Regions from separate parts of the Sus scrofa genome. Here all the other regions are linked to region 2. A link is a contact called in public Hi-C and HiChIP or PLAC-seq data. All regions are on one chromosome and are shown on one strand. The core of a region is the stretch at or near the end of the contact, and the rest is flanking DNA. Distances in the headings are between cores, read along the strand shown.

Region 1 (5,055 bases), core at 1,616-4,115, 120 kb after region 2:
TACACGACAGCTCACGGCAACGCCGGATCGTTAACCCACTGAGCAAGGGCAGGGACCAAACCCGCAACCTCATGGTTCCTAGTCGGATTCGTTAACCACTGCGCCACGACAGGAACTCCCTAGTCAGGTTCTTAATGCTCTGCTCCTCAAAGGAACTATTTTAAATCTACAGTTCAATAAGTTTTAGTGGACGTATACATCCTACAGACGTTTCGGGTGCCTCTTTGTACCTCTCCCTCCCCCTGACCCTAGGCAACCACTAGTCTGCTTTGTCACTTTAGTTTTGCCTTTTCTGGATTTTTGTACAAATGGAATAATACTGTATGCAGTCTTTTGTGTCGGGGTCTTTCACTTGGCACAATGTTTTTGAGATTTATCCATATTATGTGTAGCATTGATGGATATATGCTTCACCTGTTGATGGATACTTGTTTTTTTGGTTTTCATTTTATGGCTATTACAAATAAGGCTTCTAATGAACCTGAATTTTGCATACAGGCTTTTGTTTGAACATGTTTTCATTTCTCATGGATAGCTACCTAGTAGTGGAGTTGATCGGTCACATGGGAAGTGTATACTTAATATTTTTTTAGTGTCTGTTTAATTTTAATTTTAATTTTTTTGTCTGTTTAATTTTTAAAGAAAAACTGCGAATTCGCTTCCCAAAATAGCTGTACTATTTGCAATTCCCATAAATACTGTATGAAGGTTTTAGTTTCTCCATATCATTTCCAGGATTTTATCAGGTCCTTTATTTTTTCTTTGTTTAAGCCATTCTAGTATAGTAGTATCTTAATGTGGTTTTAATTGTATCTTCCTTAATGACCAATGGTGTCATATTCTTGTTGGCCATTCATTTATCTTTTGCGAGATGTCTGTTCAAATCTTTTGCCCACTTAAAAAATTATGTTTTTTAGTGTTCGTCGTGGCTCAATGGAAACAAATCTGACTAGTATCCATGAGGATGTAGGTTTGACCCCTGGCCTTGCTCAGTGGATTAAGGATCCGGCATTGCCGTGAGCTGTGGTGTAAGTCACAGACGCAGCTTAGATCTGGCGTTGCTGTGGTGCAACGGGATCAGCGGTGTCTAAGGAGCACTGGGATTTGGGTTCCATACCTGGCCCTGCAGTGGGTTAACGATCTGGTGCTGTCACAGCTGAGGCTTGGTCTCAACTGCAGCTCAGATCTGATCCCTAACCTGGGAATTTTACATGCCTCGGGGCAGCCAAAAAGAAAAAAAAAAGTTCTTTAGGGAGTTCCCATTGTGGCTCAGCAGGTTAAGAATCAAACAAGTATGAAGATGAAGGTTCAATCCCTGGCCTCGTTCAGTGGGTTAAGGATCTGACATTGCAGCAAGCAGCAGCGTAAGTCACAGACAAGGCTCGGATCTGGTGTTGCTGCGGCTGTGGTGTAGGCTGGCAGCTGCAGCTCCGATTTGACCCCTAGTCTGGGAACTTCCATATGCCATAGGTGTGGCCCTAAAAATAAAATAAATAAGTAAATAAATAAAAGTTCTTTATACACCTGGATATAAGTCACTTGTTGGATACATGCTTTGCAAATACTTCCTTCCAGTCTGTGGTTTGCCTTTTCATTTGACAGGTGCAATTTTACATGTGTATGGATAGCTGTCCCCTTCAGATAAGCTCCAGATAAATCTGCATTTGCCTGACACCGGATACAATGCCAGGCATAGAGTACACGCTCAACAGTACTGAGGAAATTCAGTGAATACAATCTGAAATCCCTCTCCATCTCTTTCTTTTAGGCCCACATGGCAGACTAGGCTTAATGTTCTGAAACATGAAGTACCTCCTGGGGCAATACCAAGTAGGTCCGGGACTCAGGTTTCAGGTAAGGCCTCTTGGGGGCCTCAAGATCTTAGGAGACTAGAATTTCAGCAGAGGGGCTTAGAGGTCTGGTTGGAAGAGGGATCTTGAAGTTGTATTTGCATAGAACTTCACTAATTTTACTTAGAGTGTATGTTTATCAGCTGTAGCTTGGTGATTGGGGCAGGGAGGTGCCAAGCAACCAAGCTGTTTTGGTGCCAAGGCTCTGTAGTCTTTGAGCCCAGTCTGCAGCTTGGCCTCCTGAGCCCCTGACTGTTCCAAGAGAGACCATTAGAAGGCGCAAGGGCTTCGGTCCCGTTAGAGGTGAGGGAAAAACCGACTCCACACGCGGTGGATAAATTCTGGGGAGGCTTTCTTCAACGCCTGCAGGGAAAGCTCAGGGGTTTAGAGGGAGCTGACCGGGGCCAGGCAAGAGGCCAGGACTGGGAGCCGCTGTTCACCATTCATTCATCACTGAGCATGTATGAAGCCCCAAACGGACACAGAAGGTAAGAGCGTAAGAACTGTTCCTTGCATATGGAGTTCCCAGGGGTCGAATGTGAGCTGTAGCCACCGGTCTACACCAGAGCCACAGCAACGCGGGATCCGAGCCGCGTCTGCGACTTACACCACAGCTCACGGCAACGCCGGATCCTTAACCCGCTGAGAAAGGCCAGGGATCGAACCCGCAACCGCATGGTTCCTAGTTGGATTCGTTTTGGCTGTGCCAGGACGGGAACTCCAATTTCCAGACCCTTTTAACATTCCATTATCTAATCTGATCTCGTTCGATAAGAAGCAGGCCTTGCAGATAAGGAAGCCGAGATTCAGACGGGCAGGGACTCGCACTAGGTCACCTAGACTCCTTTAGGTCGTCTGTCGGTCCTGCCTGAAAAACTGGGTGGAGAGCTCCCGCTGCGCCCTCAGTCACGTGATGCGAGAGCGGCTGAGAAGCCGCAGGGGCGCGCGCGGCCTCCGTAGTCGCGTCGGGGCTGACCCACCTTGGCGTTCACCGCCCCCAGCCCAGCTCTGGTGTCACATGACCGGCTCTTAGGCAACATGGCGGCGGCCGTGGGGCAGAGCCGGGGCTGAGGGATCGCGAGTGGGCTCCTACCGGGGGTGAAGGGTGCCTCAGCTGGGGGAGTAGGGGACTCGAACCTCAACCCATTCCTGTCCCCGACCTCACCGGGTTCCACTCTTCTCCTCCGCGCGGTGTGTCTGCCGGGGCGGGGACGCATGATAGAGCCCGGGTTCCATCCCCGGTGCTCTGGGCTTCGGGGCAAGCTCCTCCCGGTCTCCCGGCGCACCTGCTTTGCCTGGGTTCCCCCTCCATCCTCCTTTCTCCAGCCTCCTCCCCACGCAGGGATCGTCAGTGGGACCGGAGCGCGGGCGGGCGCGACCCCCCGGGACCATGTCCGGGTCCGACTCCACGCCCTTCCTCAGCCAGGCGGATGACACGGATGACGGACCGGCGCCCGGCATCCCGGGCTTGCCGGGGCCCATGGGGAACCCGAAGTCCGAGGATCCCGAGGTCCTGGACCGGGAGGGACTGCAGCGCATCACGGGCTTGTCTTCAGGCCGCTCGGCTCTCATAGTGGCGGTGCTGTGCTATATCAACCTCCTCAACTACATGGACCGCTTCACCGTGGCTGGTACTGACTTCAGGGAGAAAGTTAGAAGAGGGGAAGGGAGCGGGTTTCCGAAGGTGGGGCGGCCTCGGCCAGCGCATCCTGAGTCTTCTTCTTCCCAGGCGTCCTTCCGGACATCGAGCAGTTCTTCGACATCGGAGACGGTAGCTCCGGCCTCATTCAGACCGGTGAGTGGAGGTTCCCTCCTGGGGGCACAGCAGATCTTTTATCTTGTCTACTCCAGTTGGGGCTGCATCCTGGCATGCCTGGGGAGTCATTTGTGCGAGGTACCGTGGCCAGAGGGCTGTGATTTTTGCCCTGAGGCGGTCCTGTTGAGTTAGGAGCCATATTTACAGAGAATTAAAGAGGGAGTCAGTTCATTGTCACGGTGAAGTCAGACCTGGGTTTCAATCTCAGCTTTCCACGTAATGTGATCGCTGGCAAGGCTCTCAATCTCTCTAAGCCTCACTTTCCTTGTGGGTGAGATGGAGTTCGTAATAACCCAGCTCACCCCTTGGGACCGATGTGAGGGTTAGATGAGATAGTGCTGGTGAAGTGCATAGGACAGTGTTGGAAAATGCTGGGCACCCAGTAAATAATGGAGCAGAGTGTCTGGAAAGGGGAGAGGTGAGTTTTACTTGTTCAGAACTTGGGATTTGTGGGAGGGCCAAAGCCAGGGCCAAGTCTCTTTTCCTTCCTTCTCTCCTTCATTTCTGTGCTGGTAGCAGGTGGAGGCCCTGGAGCTAATAACATCCAAAGAACTTGGCCAAACCTTTTACACCCATTGTCTTCTAATCCTTTTATCAGCCAAGGAATCCTTATTATTATTTTATAGAGGCAGTAGGTAGTATTATCTGCATTTATATAAAGAAACTGAGGCTAGGAGAAGAGTTAAGACTTGCCTGGGGTCACACAACAAAAGGCAGAAGAGGAGTTGGAAACCAGGTTTTGCAGTGTTTTTTTTTTTTTTTTTTTTTTTTTTTTTTTTTTTTGCTGCCCTCCAGGCTGCTAAGGAACTGGAGGTATTTAAGCCAACGTTCCATGGAATGAAAATGAGATCATAGGTCCAGGTCTGCAAAGCTCTTAAAAGTTGTTGAGTTTAGGGGAGCTCCCATTGTGGCTCAGTAGAAATGAATCTGACTAGTATCCACGAGGATGTGGGTTTGACCCCTGGCCTCACTCAGTGGGTTAAGGATCCGGTGTTGCTGTGAGCTGGGGTGTACGTCACAGACAAGGCAGCTTGGATCTGGTGTTGCTGGGCTGTGGCATAGGATGGCAGCTGCAGCTCCAACTCGACCCCTAGCCTGGGAACTTTCATATGCTGCAGATGCAACTCTAAAAAAAAAGAAAGAAAGAAAAAAAATTTTTTTTTTTTTTGGTCTTTTCTAGGGCCGCTTCTGCGGCATATGGGGATTCCCAGGCTAGGGGTCTAATCGGAGCCATAGCCACGGGCCTAAGCCAGAGCCACAGCAACGCGGGATCCAAGCCGCGTCTGCGACCTACGCCACAGCTCACTGCAACGCTGGATCCTTAACCCACTGAGCAAGGCCAGGGATCGAACCCGCAACCTCATGGTTCCTAGTCAGACTCGTTAACCG
Region 2 (5,163 bases), core at 2,467-4,966:
CATTTCAATCCCCAGTGGGTTTTTTCCCCCCTAGGGCCACACCTGTGGCACATGGAAGTTCCCAGGCTAAAGGTGGAATCTGAGCTATAGCCGCCAGCCCACACCACAGCCACAGCAACGCTAGATCCAAGCCACGTCTTCAACCTACACCATAGGTCACTGCAACACCGGACACTTAACCCACTGAGCGAGGCCAGGGATTGAACTCGCATCTTATGGATACTAGTGAGGTTTGCTACTGCTGAGCCATGACAGGACTTCAACCATGCCTACCTGTTTACTCATATTCTCAATCCTAAATAGTTTCAGAATTGCCATGCCCTTACCACTAGGGCTAACTGGCTTATGAATTCAAGGTTTGCAGCATTCCCTTCGTGGCTCAGCAGTTAATGAGCCCGACTAGGATCCATGAGGATTCGGGTTCGATCCTTGGCCTCAATCAGTGGGTTAAGGATCTGGCGTTGCTATGAGCTGTGGTGTAGGTCCAGACGTGGCTCAGATCCTGCGTTGCTGTGGCTGTGGTGCAGGCCAGCCACTGTGGCTCTGATTGGACCCCTAGCCTGGGAACTTCCATGGTGTGGGTGTGGCCCTATAAGCAAAATAAATAAAAGAAGGATGTAATCTGGAGTTCCTGCTGTGGCACGGCGGGTTAAGAATCCACTGCAACAGCCACTGGAGTTGCAGTGGAGGCCTGGGTTCGATCCCCAGCCCGGCACAGTGGATTTGGTGTTGCTGAAAACTGCTGTGTAGGTTGCAGCTGTGGCTCAGATTAATTCCTTGGCCTGGGAACTTCCATATGCCATAAGTAAGGCCATTAAAAAATAAATTAAAGGCCATTAATAAATAAATTAACCCCAAAACCAAGGACCCTTCATTTTCCCCTGCCCCTCACAGGTGACCATTTTTATGAGTTTTCGCTTTATCCTTCTTGTGTTTTTCTTTGCAAGAATTTACAGATACATTTCTGTTTTCCTATTCCCCCTTCGTCCTTGCACAAAAGGTAACACAGTTTATACTCTTGAACTTGCTTTCTTCATTTAACAATATATCTGGAAATCACTCCTTAGCAAATCAAAGTAATGTAATTTCTAAGTTGCATATAATAAGACAACATTTCATTCATTTATTAATTTATTGAGCGACTGTGTGCCAGCCACTGAGCTATACAAGAAGGTTAGGGAAATGAGTAAAATATAGTCCCTGACTTTATTGACCTCAGGCTCCAAGGGAAAGGGAAGCCATACAAAAAACAAACAAATAAAAAAAAAAACAGAAAACATGGAGTTCCTGACGTGGCTCAGCAGTAACAAACCCAACTAGTATCCATGAGGACACAGGTTTGATCCCTAGCTTTGATCAGTGGGTTAAGGAGCCAGAATTGCTGTGAGCTGTGGTGTAATTTGCAGATGTGACTTGAATTCTGAGTTGCTGTGGCTATGGTATAGGCCAGCAGCTGCAGCTCTGATTCAACCCCTAGCCTGGGAACCTCCATGTGCCATGGGTGTGGCCCTAAAAAGACTTAAAAAGAAAAAAAAAAAAAAAAAAACCCAGAAATAAACTATCACAGTGCTCTGGGAGCCCGAAGTAGGAAGTCAATAACAAGAAGTTCCAAAGGCCTGACACCTGAGCTTGAACAATGAGGATTAAGTGAAGAAATAGCACGTATAAAGGCAGAGTTGAATAAAGTCAAGGTATGTTGTATAAATGAGAGTTTAACGAGGCTGAAACTTAGCAGAGTTTGGGAGCAGGATGAGGTGGGCGAGACAGAAGTGCCCATAATGAGGCCAGCTGGAGAGGTGGCATAGCATCAGGTGGTATAGGTCATGTCAGGAAAAAACTGGACTGTGTTATTTAGTTAAGTCTTTTTAGGGTCGCACCCACAGCATATGGAGGTTCCCAGGCTAGGGGTCCAATTGGAGCTTAGCCTCTGGCCTACACCACAGCCACAGCAACGCCAGATCCCAGCTATATCTGTGACCTACACCACAGCTTATGGCAATGCGGATCCTTAACCCACTGAGCGAGGCCAGGGATCAAACCTTTGTCCTCATGGATGCTAGCCAGATTCGTTTCTGCTGAGCCAAGACAGGAACTCCTGGACTGTGTTATTTAGACATCCAGGAGACATAGTCCTGGATCCATTCACCTCACAGGTATTTAATTGACTGCCTGCATGGTGCTAGGTCTTGCAGAAGGAGCTGTGAATAAGAGCAAGATTCCAATTGTTAGGAGCTGACACCAGCAGGAAGACAGAATGAAAACCACTCATAGAATGAAGCTGGGAAAATTGCTGGGCAAACACACAGGAAGGGAACCTAACACTCTCAAAGCTAGGAGTCAGGCGGGATGAAGGAACACTACCCAAGAGCAAGGCAGACTTTGAGTGAAGTGTGTGCCTGTTTAGGGGAGAAATGAAAGCTGCAAGAGTCCCAATGCTGATGTCTGGAGTGAAGAGAGAGAAAGACACTGGAAGTTTATCTGGGATTGAAACCACAGACTCATCACTCCTCCACTCTATTTTCCACACTGCAAAGGGTAATCTTTTAAAAATTGAACCGGTTCTATCCCCGGCCCAGTACAGTGGATTAAGGATATGGCGTTGCCTCAGCTGTGGCGTAGGCTGCAGCTGTGGCTAGGATTTGATCCCATATGCTGCAGGTGTGGCCGTTAAAAAAAAAATAAAGTTCATTAAAAAAATGTAAATCTGGGAGTTCTTGTGATTCAACAGGTTAAAAATCCAACTAGTGGGAGTTCCCATCTTGGCTCAGCAGTTAACAAACCCGACTAGTATCCATGAGGATGCTGGTTCAATCCCCGGCCTCACTCAGTGGGTTAGAGAACTTGGCATTGCTGCAAGCAGTGTTGTAGCTCACAGATGTGGCTCTGGCCTGGTGTTGCTGTGGCCACTGCTTTGAGGATTATGCTCATGTCTCCTTAATATCTGGTCCCACGTTACTTAATTTTCCAGTTTCCTTTTTCAACCTCCTCCCTCTTTAATTTCATACTCCAGACATGCTGAAGTTTTCCTAACTTGTCACATCCTATGCCCCCTGCCTAGAAACCCATCACCCAGTGCTGAATTAGATGTCATTCCTATCTACTCTTAGTGCCCCGTGCTTCACCTAAGAGATCTAATTGTCTGAATCTACCACTAGTTTAAACTCCTTGACAAGGGCAGGAAGTAATTTCATTACAGTTATATCGAAAACACCTAGCCTAATGTCCTAATGACCAACTAATTTGAATGAATGAAGGCTACCTTCCTTGTCGAGTGGGGTGGAGGATTTTGAACTAGACTCTAGGAACTTTGGCCTTCAGACAGTCTCTTTGCTGCTAGTTTAAGAGTCCCGTTCCAGGGCGTGGAGAAATTACTATATTGAAAACCATATAATATAATTTAGAATTAGGCAGATATTTATCTCCAAACTGCTATCTTTAACGCCTATCAGGCTTTTATGTAAATCAGATAAGCTCCGAGAGTAGCTCCCCACGAAACTACCACCAGCTTCAGCGAAGTCCCGGGTCTACTCTCGGGATTTTTTTTTTTTTGCACTCAAGACTCCGCCCACAGGCCCCCGAATGGCGGAAGAACTGCACGCTACGTCGTGACTTCTCACAAGACTGCGGAGGCATCCCGACGCTACGCCGGCGGCGTAGGCGGGGCGGCCGGCTCTTCCTTCCTCTCTGCTGCTTCGGCTCCTCCCCCAGCGCTTCACACGCTCATTGTGAAGCGACAGCGGCCGGCAGTCTTCTGGGCTGCTTGAGATCTAGAGACCCTAAATCCTTGGCGCGCGTGAGCGCCCGCGCTGCTCCTCTCCCACTCCAAAGGCTAGAGGCGCGAGATTCACCTTTCTTTATTCCCTCCTCTGTCGCCCGGAGCTAACCGCCCCGGTGCGCTCGGACATCTCGCGCCGACGCTCCCTCCTCCCCGCCCCTCCCCCTTCGGGAGCTCCCGCCCGGGCGCTCCTCCCCCTCCCTTTTCCCCGGCGACGCGCACGCGCGCCAAGCCGGCTCGCGCCCTCTCGCTTTCCTCCGGCCCGCGAGACCCCCTCCCCTTCCGCCTCGCGGCGCTTCCTCGCGCCGCGGTCTTCTCTATCCACCCCCGACACCGCGGGGCTCGCCCCCGCCCGCCAACGGCGGGTCCCCAGCTTCCCAGTCCACCTCGCTTCCCGCGCTCTCCGGCGGGGCCCCAGCCCCGGCCTCCTCTCTCCCTCCCTTCCCCCTAATTCCCTTTCCGGACGCTGCCATCATGTTGAAGCCTCAGCCGCCACAACAGACCTCCCAGCCCCAGCAGCCGCCCCCCACGCAACAGGCCGTGGCCCGACGGCCTCCTGGGGGCACCAGCCCTCCCAACGGCGGCCTCCCGGGGCCCCTGGCCTCCACCTCGGCTCCCCCAGGGCCTCCCGCGGCCGCTTCCCCCTGCCTAGGGCCTGCAGCCGCTGCCGGGAGCGGACTCCGCCGGGGAACCGAGGGCATCTTGGCGCCACAGCCGCCGCCGCCGCAGCAGCAACATCAGGAGAGGCCAGGGGCAGCGGCCATCGGCAGCGCCAGGTGAGAACGTGTGGGTTTCCGGGCGCCGGAGCCAAGGTGGCCGAGACCTGTACACCGCGCGAGGCAGACCTCTAGCCTCTGGCCACCTTTGAGGGACGCCAGGGGGAGTGGGGAAATCCCGTGGAGCTGGGGGTGGGCCCTTCAGGTTCTAACAGGTCGGAGGAAAGCCTCCGCGGCTAGCCACCGGGACATTGAGGGTGCGCGCTCAGCTCTGAGCGACCAGTCACTGCTCGGGGCTTGGGCCTTAAGGGCAGGCAGGGCGCATCCCGCCAGCGGCGTCGGAACGAGTTGGGGGGGTGAAGAGGTGATAGGGGTCCCCGGCTCCATTACCACGAAGGGTCTCGCGGTCCGGAGCTTCAGCCAATGGGGAGTCAGCTGCGGGAAGGGGTCCCTGGCCGTAGCCAATGGAGGGGGGCGCGCGGCCCACAGTTTGGCCAATGGGGAGGGAGGGACTTGGGAGCGAGTTGCTACCTCCCCCTTCCCAGTCCGGCCAGTAGGAATGGAGCAGAGTGGGCGGGGGGGACGGAAGGAGGGACAAAACTGGGAGGACTGCGGGCCGGGAACCTCCAGCGCGCGCGCGCGCGCTTCCCGTACGTGCGCGCGGATGCTCAG
Region 3 (5,788 bases), core at 1,005-3,504, 100 kb after region 2:
CCACCAGGTAACTCCCCCATATCTTGTTTTCAAGATAAACAATAACTAGGCCTCCACTAAGAGGGCTTGACACCACTTTTAGTCACGTGTAGTTCATCCTAACTTTATCATGGTGATTGGCTTTTATCCAAGGGCAAAACAAACTTCTGATGACTTTTTGTTGGGAGGTGGTTTTGTGTATTTCAGCAGAGCCCCAGGAAGTTAAACTGCTTTTCCCCTGCTGGAGCTGGGAGATTGGGAGGTCTGATGCTCGAATTTCAAAGAGTTGGCTTCCGAACTTATTTACAAGTCAGAAACAGACTCACAGACATAGAAAACAAATTTATGGGGAAAGGGAGAGGGAAAGGATAAATTATGAGTTTGGGATTAGCAGAGACAAGCTACCACAGGAGTTCCCGTCGTGGCTCAGCAGTTGGCGAACCGGACTAGGATCCATGAGGATGCGGTTGGATCCCTGACCTCGCTCAGTGGGTGAAGGATCCCGAGTTGCCGTGAGTTGTGGTGTAGGTCGCAGACGCGGCTTGGACCCTGGGTTGCTGTGGCTGTGGCGTAGGCTGTGGCGTAGGCTGGCGGCTGCAGTTCTGATTGGACCCCTAGCCTGGGAACGTCCATATGCTGCAGAGGGTGTAGCCCTAAAAGACAAAAAGGCCAAAACGAACAAAAAACAACAAAACAAAACAAAACCAGAGACAAACTACAAGGTCCTCTGAACAGTGCAGGGACCGCTGCCCCAGTTTCCTCACCGGCTCTGCCTTGGTACACACTTGGTCCCTACAATCGCATCTATCAAGGAAAATAATATGAAAAAGAAAATATACATAAAACTGAATCACTTTGCTGTACACCAGAAAATAATACAACATTCAAAATCTACTATACTTCAATTAAAAAAAAAAATGGCTCCCAGGTCCTGGAGTTCTGAGACTGGCAAGAGGCTTATTTAGCCATTATAGAGATAAACGTACATTTTGAAAAGGACACAGAAAGAAATTGTGAAAGTAAAGGGAGAAGGGGGAGATCACTTCCCTTATTGCATCTCTAAGTGTTTGTAAGTCGGGTTGTGCTTAGGTATATGTTGTAGGAAGGTGTTGCAAGAGTTTATGCTGGAGTTCCCGTCGTGGCGCAGTGGTTAACGAATCTGACTAGGAACCATGAGGTTGAGGGTTCGGTCCCTGCCCTTGCTCAGTGGGTTAACGATCCGGCGTTGCCGTGAGCTGTGGTGTAGGTTGCAGACACGGCTCGGATCCCGCGTTGCTGTGGCTCTGGCGCAGGCCGGTGGCTACAGCTCCAATTAGACCCCTAGCCTGGGAATCTCCATATGCCGCGGGAGCGGCCCAAGAAATAGCAACAACAACAAAAGACAAATAAATAAATAAATAAATAAAAGAGTTTATGCTCTGGGAGTTCCCGTCATGGAGCAGTGGTTAACGAACCCGACTAGGAACCATGAGGTTGCGGGTTCAATCCCTGGCCTCGCTCAGTGGGTTAAGGATCTGGCGTTGCCGTGAGCTGTGGTGTAGGTCACAGACGCGGCTCGGATCCCATGTTGCTGTGGCTCTGGCGCAGGCCGGTGGCTACAGCTCCGATTAGACCCCTAGCCTGGGAACCTCCATATGCCGCGGAAGCGGCCCTAGAAAAGGCAAAAAAGAAGACAAAAAAAAAAAGTTTATGCTCTGTTGACATTGCCCGTGAAAAGCGTCTGCCTAGATGTCGGGCGTGAGGGAGGGTATGTATGCGAAGTAATTCGCAGAGCTGCGTGATGTTGAAGTATTAGTACGTGAGGAGAGGCATGTGCTCAAGGTTGCGTTTAAGTAAAAATAGCCCACCAAGCGGTTGGGAGAAAGAATAATGGGAATACCCGCGGAGTCCGCGTTTTTCAAAAGGAATTCCCAGCCCGCCCCCATCCACTCTAGCCTGTGGGCTTTCGGACTACAATTCCCAAGATGCCTCGCTCCTCCACCAACCAGGAAAGGCTGCTCAGGACGAGAGACAGCCCGGCCAATGGGCCAGCCGGGCCGAATCGAAACCTGCGCTGATTGAACCGAGTCTGACTGGAATCTTTGGCGGCTTGGTTTCAGTGGTGAATGCATGATGGGCGGGTGTGCAGCGACCAGTGAAAAGGCGGAGGGGTGGATCCGGAGAGTGTGGGCGGGGAGAGGTGCTGACTAGCAGGCGGTTCGCCCAATGAAGGGCGGAAGCCCCTGGACGCGGTCGGGCGAGTCTACTAGAGGCGGGCGACTGCGGGAACCGAGTATGTACCATGGCGGAGCCACTGAGGAAACGGGGCCGGCGGTCCAGAGGCGGCGGTGTTGGCCGAGGGACTCGGGGGTCCCGGGGCGGCCGGGGCCGGCGACCTCAGTCCCAACGATCTCCAGCTCGACGCACCCTGGACCCAGAGCTTGTGGACTTGGTCAGCGACAGCGATGAGGATGTTTTGGAGGTCGCCACGGCGCGCGGCGCTGCGGACCCGGCCGAGGTCCCACTCCCCGAAACCCCGGTGCCGGCCGCGCCCCGGGACGACAGCGACAGCGACAGCGAAGGGGCGGACGCAGGGCCAGCTGGAGCCCCTCCGATCCTGATCAGGCGGCGGAGGCGGCTGTTGCTGGATCCGGGGGAGGCACCTGCGGTTCCAGTGTACTCCGAGAAGGTGCCGCCGGGTCCCCGGGAGGGTTAGCGCGGAAGAGTGGGTTCTTACAGTGCCGAGGGTAGGATTTTGGGGTTGGTCTTGGGGACTAAAGGGAAGCAGGGGCTAGGGCCTTGGAGGCAGAGAGATGCAGGGTTTCTGGGGTTTCTGCACATTGGGAAGGTAAAGGGATCTGGAGTGTGTCGAGAGTTTGGGAATCCCCGGGAGCTGGAACATCGCGGGTAAAGAGAGGCTAAGGCGCTGGGATCCCTGGTGCTTCAGAGAAGGGCTTTGAGGACCTGGGGCTGGGATATAGGGCATGTTGGATTTTAAGGCTGGGACCCATTGCTAAGGATCCAGGAGGATGAGGGCTGGAGTCTGTGGAAATTCACAGAGGACTGGGGATCCAGGAGGCTGGAGTCCCCACGTGGTAGGATGAGCAGGGGTGGGGTGGGGTGCTAGGATCTCCAAGGATTCTAAAGTAGCGGGATGGCTAGCACCCTCATAAAAAAAAGACCTCTAAACTTGCACCCTTAGAGTGCATTGGCCAAAGGGGTGTGGGAGTCAAGGTGTCCAATTTTGGATCCTGGGGAAGCTGAGCCTCCTGAATCTCCGGGGTAGGGTTGGGGTGTCTGCATCCTTAGGGAGGAAGTGGGAGCTGGAGGAGGCCTGAGTGTGGGGGAAGAGTGGGCCCCAGTTTTCGCCTTTAAGTGGGGGGAGGATTTGATCTATTGTTTCTTTGCAGGTGAAAAGCAGCCTCCACCTCATCCCAGATCACGTGTCCCTCCTGAAATTCTGTCCCCCAGAGACTGAGGAAGGTAAGGGAGGCCTTCCAGGGAGCGGCGCCCACCCTGGTCTCTCCAAGGAGACTTCCTGGAGTTTACATCTCTGCAGTTAGTTGTTTCCCAAGTCTCAGGGGAAGGACCTGGGAGAGGTGACTAGCCTCTCTGACTAGCACCCTAGCCAGAAAAAGCTGTTGTCCTGAAAGGAGCTGGATGGGGTGTTTTGTGTTTGTTTGTTTGTTTGTTTATGGCTGTACCCGAGGCATGTGGAAATGCCCAGGCCACGGATGAAAGACCAAACCCACATCGCACCTGCGACTAGAGCTGCTGCAGTTGGATTCTTAACCCACTGTGCCACTGCGGGAATTCCAGGAGCTGGATTGTTAACCAGAGGGCACCGAAAGTACTGTCAACACCCCCTTCCCCTGGCGTTCCCGTCGTGGCTCAGTGGAAACGAATTTGACTAGCATCCATGAGGACGCAGGTTTGATCCCTGGCCTCTCTCAGTGGGTTAAGGGTCTGGTGTTTCATGAGCTGTGGTGTATGTAGGTCACAGACGCGGCTCAGATCTGACATTGTTGTGGTTGTGGCGTAGGCCAGTGGCTACAGCTCTGATTCAACCCCTAGCCTGGGAACCTCCATATGCTGTGGGTGTGGCCCTAAAAAGACAAACAAACAAACAAACAAAAACCCTTCCCTCAACTCTTAACAGGCATAGGAGTGTGCAAATATACAAATTCCCCGGGTGCCATCTACAGAGATCCTGATGCTGTAATCCTGGAAGCAGGGGAGGGGGAGGTGGTGAGAATCTGTAACATTTTGTTACATCTGCCACAAGTCTCTGGAGCCAGCAGGGTGTTCTTTGAATCATATCAGGGCCGCCCAGCTGATGTCCTCCCCCAGGGATGGGATTTTTTTGCAAACCACTCAAGGGCAGTGAATAGAAATCAAGTCTAATAGGACAGTGATCTCATGGGCCCACACAGGCCTTGGACTAGGACTTTTTGTGCCATGAGGGAGTATGGTAGGGTGATTAAGAGCTGATTTAGGGGAGTTCCCTTTGTGGTGCAGCAGAAACAATCCAACTAGTATCCATGAGGATGCTGGTTCCCTCCCTGGCCTCGCTCAGTGGGTTGGGGATCCAGTGTTGCCATGAGCTGTGGTGTAGGTTGCAGACATGGCTTGGATCCAGTGTGGTGTAGGCGGGGCAGCTGCAGCTCTGATTGACCCCCCAGCCTGGGAACCTCCATATGCCGCAGGTGAAGCCCCTAAAAAGCAAAAAAAAAAAAAAAAAAAAAAAAAAGAGCTGATTTAGGAACCAACAGGCCTGGGTTGGAATCCCAGCTCTACCCCTTCGTAGCTGTGTGACCTTGGGCAAGTGAATCTCAATGCTTCAATTTCCTCATCGGCAAAATGGGGACAAATAATGGATGTATGTCAAAGGATTTGGGTGAGAATTAATTAAAGAGAATATATAGAAATCCCCCTCTTGGGCTACATATATGCTGTAGGACAGTAGCGGGTACACAGAAATACAAAGGTACCTCTGTCCTTGCTACTCAAAATGTGGGCCCAGGAGTGCTGGGCATCCTTCAGGAGCTTGTCAGAAATGCAGAGTCTCAGGCTTCTGGAAGCTACGAGGATGGGGTTTCTCAACCTCAGCCCTCCTGACGTTTGGACTGGATAATTTTTTTTTTTTTTTTTTTTGTCTTTTTGCCATTTCTTGGGCTGCTCCCACGGCACATGGAGATTCCCCGGCTAGGGGTCCAATCGGAGCTGTAGCCGCCGGCCTACACAAGAGCCACAGCAACGCGGGATCCGAGCCTCATCTGCAACCTACACCACAGCTCACGGCAACGCCGGATCCTTAACCCACTGAGCAAGGCCAGGGATCGAACCCGCAGCCTCATGGTTCCTAGTCAGATTCGTTAACCATTGAGCCACGATGAACTGGATAATTCTTGGACTGGATAATTCTTTGGGTGGGGCTGTGTCTACACTGTGTGATGTTTAGGAGATCCTGACCTCCGCTCACCAGATGCTAGTGTTACACCCCAACCTCCTCTTCCCCGCCCCTTTGTGACAACCAGAATTGCCTCTAGACATTGCCACCTGTCCCTTGGGAGGCCAGATTGCCCCTGGTTGAGAACCACTGCTCTAGGATTTATCATCACTGTTTTGTAGTCACAATATTTTTTTTTTTTTTTAAATAATCAATGATGATCTTTTATTGTGGCAGGCAAAGGGAAAAGTGCTTCTATATCCTAGAATAATACCTGGTTTCCTTTTATAAGACATTTAAGTTAAATGGAACAATGTAAAGAAATATATTAAGTAATACAGAGATATGGCAAAATATGATCATGTCATATGGAGGAAATTT
Region 4 (5,578 bases), core at 1,442-3,941, 80 kb after region 2:
CAGCAGTGGCAGGGGAAGCAGAGGGGTGAGACGGGACTGGAAGCTATTACAGAGACTCTGGCCTCTGGCTAGAGGAGAAGGGGGACATAGGAGAAGCAGCTGGGGGATCTGGGGCAAGGGGAGCTGATGAATCCCAAGTATGAAGGATGTGAGGGAGGGAAGTCAGTGCGAGGGTGTGGTGGGAGGAGGGTATCTGCGGCCGGAGTGGTGCTTGGAGAAGAAAGGAAATAAGATGATGAGACTTACAGAGCCTAGTCCCAGGGCTGAGTCTGAAGGCCAGAAGCTTAAATGTGTTCTCAGGGAACTGAGAAGTTGGTCACTTTCAGGGTTGATCAGTCATCAGTGAGGGACAAGAAATGACACAGGGCCAGGGAACAGGTAGCAACTCAGAGCTAAACTTAGCTGGAACTGACAGAGCTGCTTGCTAGCACAGGCAGCGCCTCTATGCAAATGAGAAAAGGAAGCCTCTTCCTCTGAGTCCTTGGGCCGGCCCTGTGCTAGGCGGCCCTGCTAACCTACCCCATAAGTTATCTGTGCCCCCTGACCCTTTCTTGTCATGCACTACTACCCCTTACAGGGCTGAAAGAGTCTGGGAGGAGTGCCTGCCTCACCTTTCAGGATAGCCTGCAGCGAGGCCACCTCCTCTTGGCATTGCCTCTGCACTGCAGCCACAGCCTCGGCCTTCGTGCTCTCGCTCACCTCTGCCACAGCCTTCATGGTTTCCATTTCTGCCAGGGCGCCTGCCAGCTCAGCCCGGAGCCGGTCGAGCTCCCCTGACTCGGCCTCAAGCTTTGCCCCTTCTTGGAGTTGCGGGTCCAGCGCTGTGGAGGACAGGAATCAGCCTCCCTTCGCATCACTCTCGGATCCCCAACAATCCCAAATCTGCAAGTCCTGCAACTTACTATTGCAGCCGTGGCCCTGGCACCTTCACTCTAGCCCCGCCCCGCCCACCTGGCCCCGCCTTCTTCTCACCTACCACTGCCTCGTGTTGTCTAGAACCCCGCCTCTTCCTCCCTCGGTTCACCCAATCCCCTTTTCTCTGACACGACCCCCGAGCTCTCTCCCAGAGGCTCCGCCCCCTGTCCACCTGGCCCCTCCCCTCCCCCTCTTGGCCCCACCTCTAACCTGCCACTGGCCCTCCCCCTTGAGCCGCTAGGCCACGCCCCCTCCACCTCTTTCCTGGCGGCGTGGTCCCGCCCCTTTCTCCAGGCTCCCCTCAGCACCCCCCCATCCACCCGCGCGGAGCTCGGCCCCGCCTCTAGCCTCATCGCCCCTCGCGTGCATGGACGCACCCTCACGTACCGGTCCCCGGCTGTCGCCGCCGGCCATCCTCGCCCGCGGCCGCCGGCGCAGCTGCCGCCATCGCCTCAGCGCAAACGGCGGGTTCCCGCACTGCCTGGTGACGGCGCTCACAGCTTCCGGGTCCTCTCGGCTGTTTCCGGATCCGCTCGGCTGTTTCCGGATCGGTCCTGGGCTCGAGGCAGAGGCCGGAGTTGGGGGGGGGATGGCGAGCCTCGGCCGAAGATTTCCGAGTCGAAGCCGAAGCCGGACAGCGGCCCAGGCCCCGCCCCTTCTCGCTCTCTTTCCTGAGCCGCGCTGTTGAAGAAGGACACCTGTCCTTCAAACCCCGAAGAAGTTCTTTCATCGAAGGCTTTGTGGCGTCTCCGCGTGACCTTGGAAGCTGGGCTTAAATTACACCTCCTCTGAAACGCCCGCTGGCCTCGGCTTAAGGAGGGCGAAGTTCCTGTGGTTTCTCCTGCGCTCGGGAACCGGCCCCTTTGATCCGTCCCTGGCCACCCTTCCGCCGGAGCTTGGATCACGTTACAGCCAATTGTGGTCGGACCTTCCTGCACCTCTGCTCTGGTGGAGCGTTCTTCGGGGCAGGGCTGCTGGATCGTCTTCACTTTTTCTGGGCGCCTGGGTCCCCGCGTTGTCAGTCGTAGAAGTCAGAAACTTCCATGTCCCCACCCCCACTTTGATATTCAGCCAGTCACCGCTTCCTGCTAATCCTCCTCCCCTCCCAGTGCCTTTCAAATCCCTCCTTTCCTCTCTCGGCCACTGCCCTGGGTCAAGCTCTCATTATATATGTGACCTCTCCCTCCAACAGCCGGCCCGACATCTCTCCTTGGCTGGTGACAAGCAGCTCAGACTTACGTCTCAAGCCTTGATTCCCCTTCTCCCAAACCTGTTTCTTCCTCTGTTAAGTACACACCAGGCGGTTTTTCGTGTCCTCCTGCAAGCCGTGTAAACTGTACCTCCAAAGCACTAAATATTCCAGAATGGACTCCTTTGTCTTCATCCCCAGCGCTAACACCCAACCCCAGTACCCATCATCTCTCTCCTGAACTTCCACACTGCCTCTGCTCCCCTTGTGTCCCCTTTCGGCCCCATTAGTTAATTATCAAAGCAATTAGAGTGATCTTTGTAAAGCAGATCACGTCTCATCCCCGCTTAAAATCTGGTTCAATCCAATTTGAAAATGGGCACAGTACACAAATAGTCGTTTCTCTGATGTTGCAGATGGCAAATGTGTGCCTGAGAAGACATTCAACATCTTAGCCATTAGGAAGAGCAAAGTTCCTTTGCACACCTAGCATGATGGCTAACATTTTAAGAGGCATGATACCAAATGCTGGTGAATTGATGAAACTGGGTTTCTCATGTATTCTTGATGGGGATGTCAAATCAGATAGCCTCTGTAGAAAAGGGTATGATGGGGAGTTCCCGTTGTGGCTCAGCAGAGATGAATCCGACTAGGAACCATGAGGTTGCGGGTTCAAACCCTGGCCTTGCTCAGTGGGTTAAGGACTCGGTGTTGCCGTGAGCTGTGGTGTAGGTCGCAGACACGGCTCGGATCCTGCATGGCTGCGGCTGTGGCTGTGGCGTAGGCCAGCGGCCACAGCTCCGATTCGACCCCTAGGCTGGGAACCTCCACATGCCATGGGTGCGGCCCTAAAAAAAAAAAAAAGAGAGAGAGAAGAAAAGGGTGTGACAGAATCTTAAAAACTAAACATGAGCTTACTTGAACACACCAAGTTTTGCTCCACCCCAGGCCTTGGCTCAGAAGTCACCTGCTCAACGAAGCCTTCCCTGCCCACCCTCTCTAAAGCAGCCACCTCTATCACCTGTCCACAATTTGATCACATTAAAGATTTCTCATCACCTGAAATTGCTTGATTGTTTGCTTACTTTTTAAAGCCACACCTGTGGCATATGGAAATTCCTTGGCTAGGGGTTGAACCGGAGCTGCAGCTGCCAGCCTACACCATAGCCATAGCGATGCTGGATCCAAGCCGGGTCTGCAACCTACCCTATAGCTCACGGCAATGCCAGATCCTTTAACCCAGTGAACAAGGCCAGGGATTGAACTCGAATCCTCATGGATACTAGTGGGGTTTGTAACCTACTGAGCCACAACGGGAACTCCCCTGAAATTGTTGGTTAACTTGTTTATTATCTGTCCCCCTTTAGCCTTGTGTGGCCCCAGGGTTTGAATGGAAGCTCCATGAGATTAGGAATCTTGGCTTTCTAGTCCCCTATTATTTCCCCAGCACCCCACAGAGTGCCCAGCAGATAAACAGTAGTAAACATTTGGTGAATGAATGAATGAACACTTTCCTTACTGATCTCTCTGGCCTCCCTCCAGCCCCCCTACTTCCCCACCACATGGCAGCCAGGGGGGATTTTATTTTATATATTTTTAAATTTTTTTTTTTGTCTATTTTTATTTTGTCTATTTAGGGCCGTACCTACGGCATATGCAGTTTCCCAGGCTAGGGGTCAAATTGGAGCTGTAGCCATCACAGTCACAGCAATGGGGGATCCAAGCCACATCTGTGACCTACACCACAGCAGGATCCTTAACCCACTGAGCAAGGCCAGGGATCAAACCTTCATCCTCATGGATACTAGTCAGATTAATTTCCGCTGAGCCATGACAGGAACTCCGGGGGGCGGGGGGGGGGGGAGATTTTAGAAAATGCAAATCTGCCCATGTCTATTGATGGCTTACAAATCCCCTAGAGCTTCTTGCCCTCAGAATAAAGTTCAGGCTCCTGTGTATATAGTAAGATTTATGGGGGAGGGGAGAAAATGATGTCTGTAAATCAGGCTCCAGTCAGCAATGAGGCTTGGTATCCTGAGGCCCTGGGAGTCACTGAAGGCTGTAGAGCAGGGGAAGCACAGGGAAACCCTCTGTGTGGAATGCAGATGGGAAGTAAAAGAGATAGAAGACAGAAAGTTGGAGTTCCCGTCGTGGCGCAGTGGAAACAAATCCAACTGAGAACCATGAGGTTCAGGGTTCTATCCCTGGCCTCGCTCAGTGCATTAAGGATCTGGCGTTGCTGTGATCTGTTGTGTAGTTTGCAGACCTGGCTTGGATCTGGCGTTGCTGTGGCTGTGGCATAGACCAGCGGCTACTACAGCTCACATTTGACCCCTAGCCTGGGAAGCTCAATATGCCTTGGGTGGGCCCTAAAAAGCAAAAAAAGAGAATCCACAAAAGAAGCTGTTAAAATGGTTCTGGTTGAGAAGGAAGGAGTCCAAAAAGAGGAGAAAATTGATTCTAGAAATATCGAGGATAGAAAATGGACTAACTTTGGTGACTAAGTGCATAGGGGAAAGAGAAAAGAAAGTTTTCTTTCATTCTTCTTAACTTCTTTCTTTTTTAAAAAATTGAGGTATAGTTGGAGTTCCTGCTGTTGCACAGTGGGTTAGGAATCCCACTGCAGCTGCTCGGGTCGCTATGGAGGTGTGGTTTGGATCCCTGGCCCAGGAGCTTCCATGCTTGGCTATAAAAAAATAAAATAAAACAGGAGTTCCCATTGTGGATCAGCAGGTTAAGAACCAAACATAGTATCCATCAGGATGCAGGTTTGATACCTGGCCTCGCTCAGTGGGTTAAAGGCCCGGCATTGCTGCAAGCTGTGGCAGAGGTTGCAGAGGCAGCTCGGATCTGGTGTTGCATGGCTGTGGTGTAGGCCGGCAGCTGCAGCTCGGATTTGACCCCTAGCCCGGAATTTCCACATGCTGTTGGTGCAGCCCTAGAAAGAATAGAAAACACATAAAATAAAATTGAAGTATTGTTGATTTACAATATTGTGTTCGTTTCAGGTGTACAGCAAAGTGATTCGGTTTTATTTTTATTTTTTCAGATTATTTCTCTTATAGGTTATGACAAGATATCGACTATAGTTCTACGTTATACAGTAAATCCTCGTTGCTTATCTATTTTATGTACAGTAGTTCATACCTGTTAATCCCATATGCCTAGTTTATCCCCCCCTTCCGCCTTTGGTAACCATAACTAACTTCCTTCCTTTATACAACAAATACTTATTGAGCACCTACTGAATGCCACTGAACACAGTAAGACCTCTGTTGTAGCAGAGTGAATATTCTAGGACAGGAGGCCAATGAAAAGACTGAAAAATAAACAAGCGGACTTTGGGATTGGGGTAAATGCTGGGAAGGAAATAAAACAGTCATGTGAAATTCAAAGTACTTGGCGGGGGGGTGGAGTTCCCGTCGTGGCTCAGTGGTTAATGAATCCGACCAGGAACCATGAGGTTGCCGGTTC

The links. A called contact is a pair of places that touch in the nucleus more often than the background predicts. HiChIP or PLAC-seq counts read pairs in DNA pulled down with a chosen protein or histone mark.
Region 1: an H3K27ac HiChIP or PLAC-seq map of alveolar macrophages shows a contact between it and region 2. The contact joins the promoter of SPNS1 here to the promoter of ATXN2L in region 2. A contact is called at or near these places in 2 of 5 promoter capture datasets (fetal liver and liver), 3 of 47 Hi-C or Micro-C datasets (heart right ventricle, liver and skeletal muscle) and 2 of 2 datasets of contacts at active chromatin or transcription factors (alveolar macrophages and skeletal muscle).
Region 3: an H3K27ac HiChIP or PLAC-seq map of alveolar macrophages shows a contact between it and region 2. The contact joins the promoter of NFATC2IP here to the promoter of ATXN2L in region 2. A contact is called at or near these places in 2 of 47 Hi-C or Micro-C datasets (both in skeletal muscle) and 1 of 2 datasets of contacts at active chromatin or transcription factors (alveolar macrophages).
Region 4: a contact with region 2 is called in a Hi-C map of skeletal muscle, with 3 times the contacts expected there. The contact joins the promoter of RABEP2 here to the promoter of ATXN2L in region 2. A contact is called at or near these places in 3 of 47 Hi-C or Micro-C datasets (heart right ventricle, liver and skeletal muscle).

What each region holds. Positions count from the first base shown.
Region 1 is chr3:18,626,781-18,631,835 of Sscrofa11.1, forward strand. It overlaps SPNS1 (sphingolipid transporter 1 (putative)), which reads left to right and starts at 2,866. Exons shown (of 13, transcript NM_001243020.1): 1 at 2,866-3,481; 2 at 3,580-3,645. The coding sequence starts at 3,241.
Region 2 is chr3:18,502,376-18,507,538 of Sscrofa11.1, forward strand. It overlaps ATXN2L (ataxin-2-like protein), which reads left to right and starts at 3,717. Exons shown (of 21, transcript XM_021088041.1): 1 at 3,717-4,551. The coding sequence starts at 4,250.
Region 3 is chr3:18,607,774-18,613,561 of Sscrofa11.1, forward strand. NFATC2IP (nuclear factor of activated T-cells 2 interacting protein) reads left to right here and starts at 2,255. Exons shown (of 8, transcript NM_001244522.1): 1 at 2,255-2,647; 2 at 3,369-3,441. The coding sequence starts at 2,261.
Region 4 is chr3:18,583,568-18,589,145 of Sscrofa11.1, forward strand. It overlaps RABEP2 (rab GTPase-binding effector protein 2), which reads right to left and starts at 2,692. Exons shown (of 11, transcript XM_021088049.1): 1 at 1,303-2,692; 2 at 612-821. The coding sequence starts at 1,645.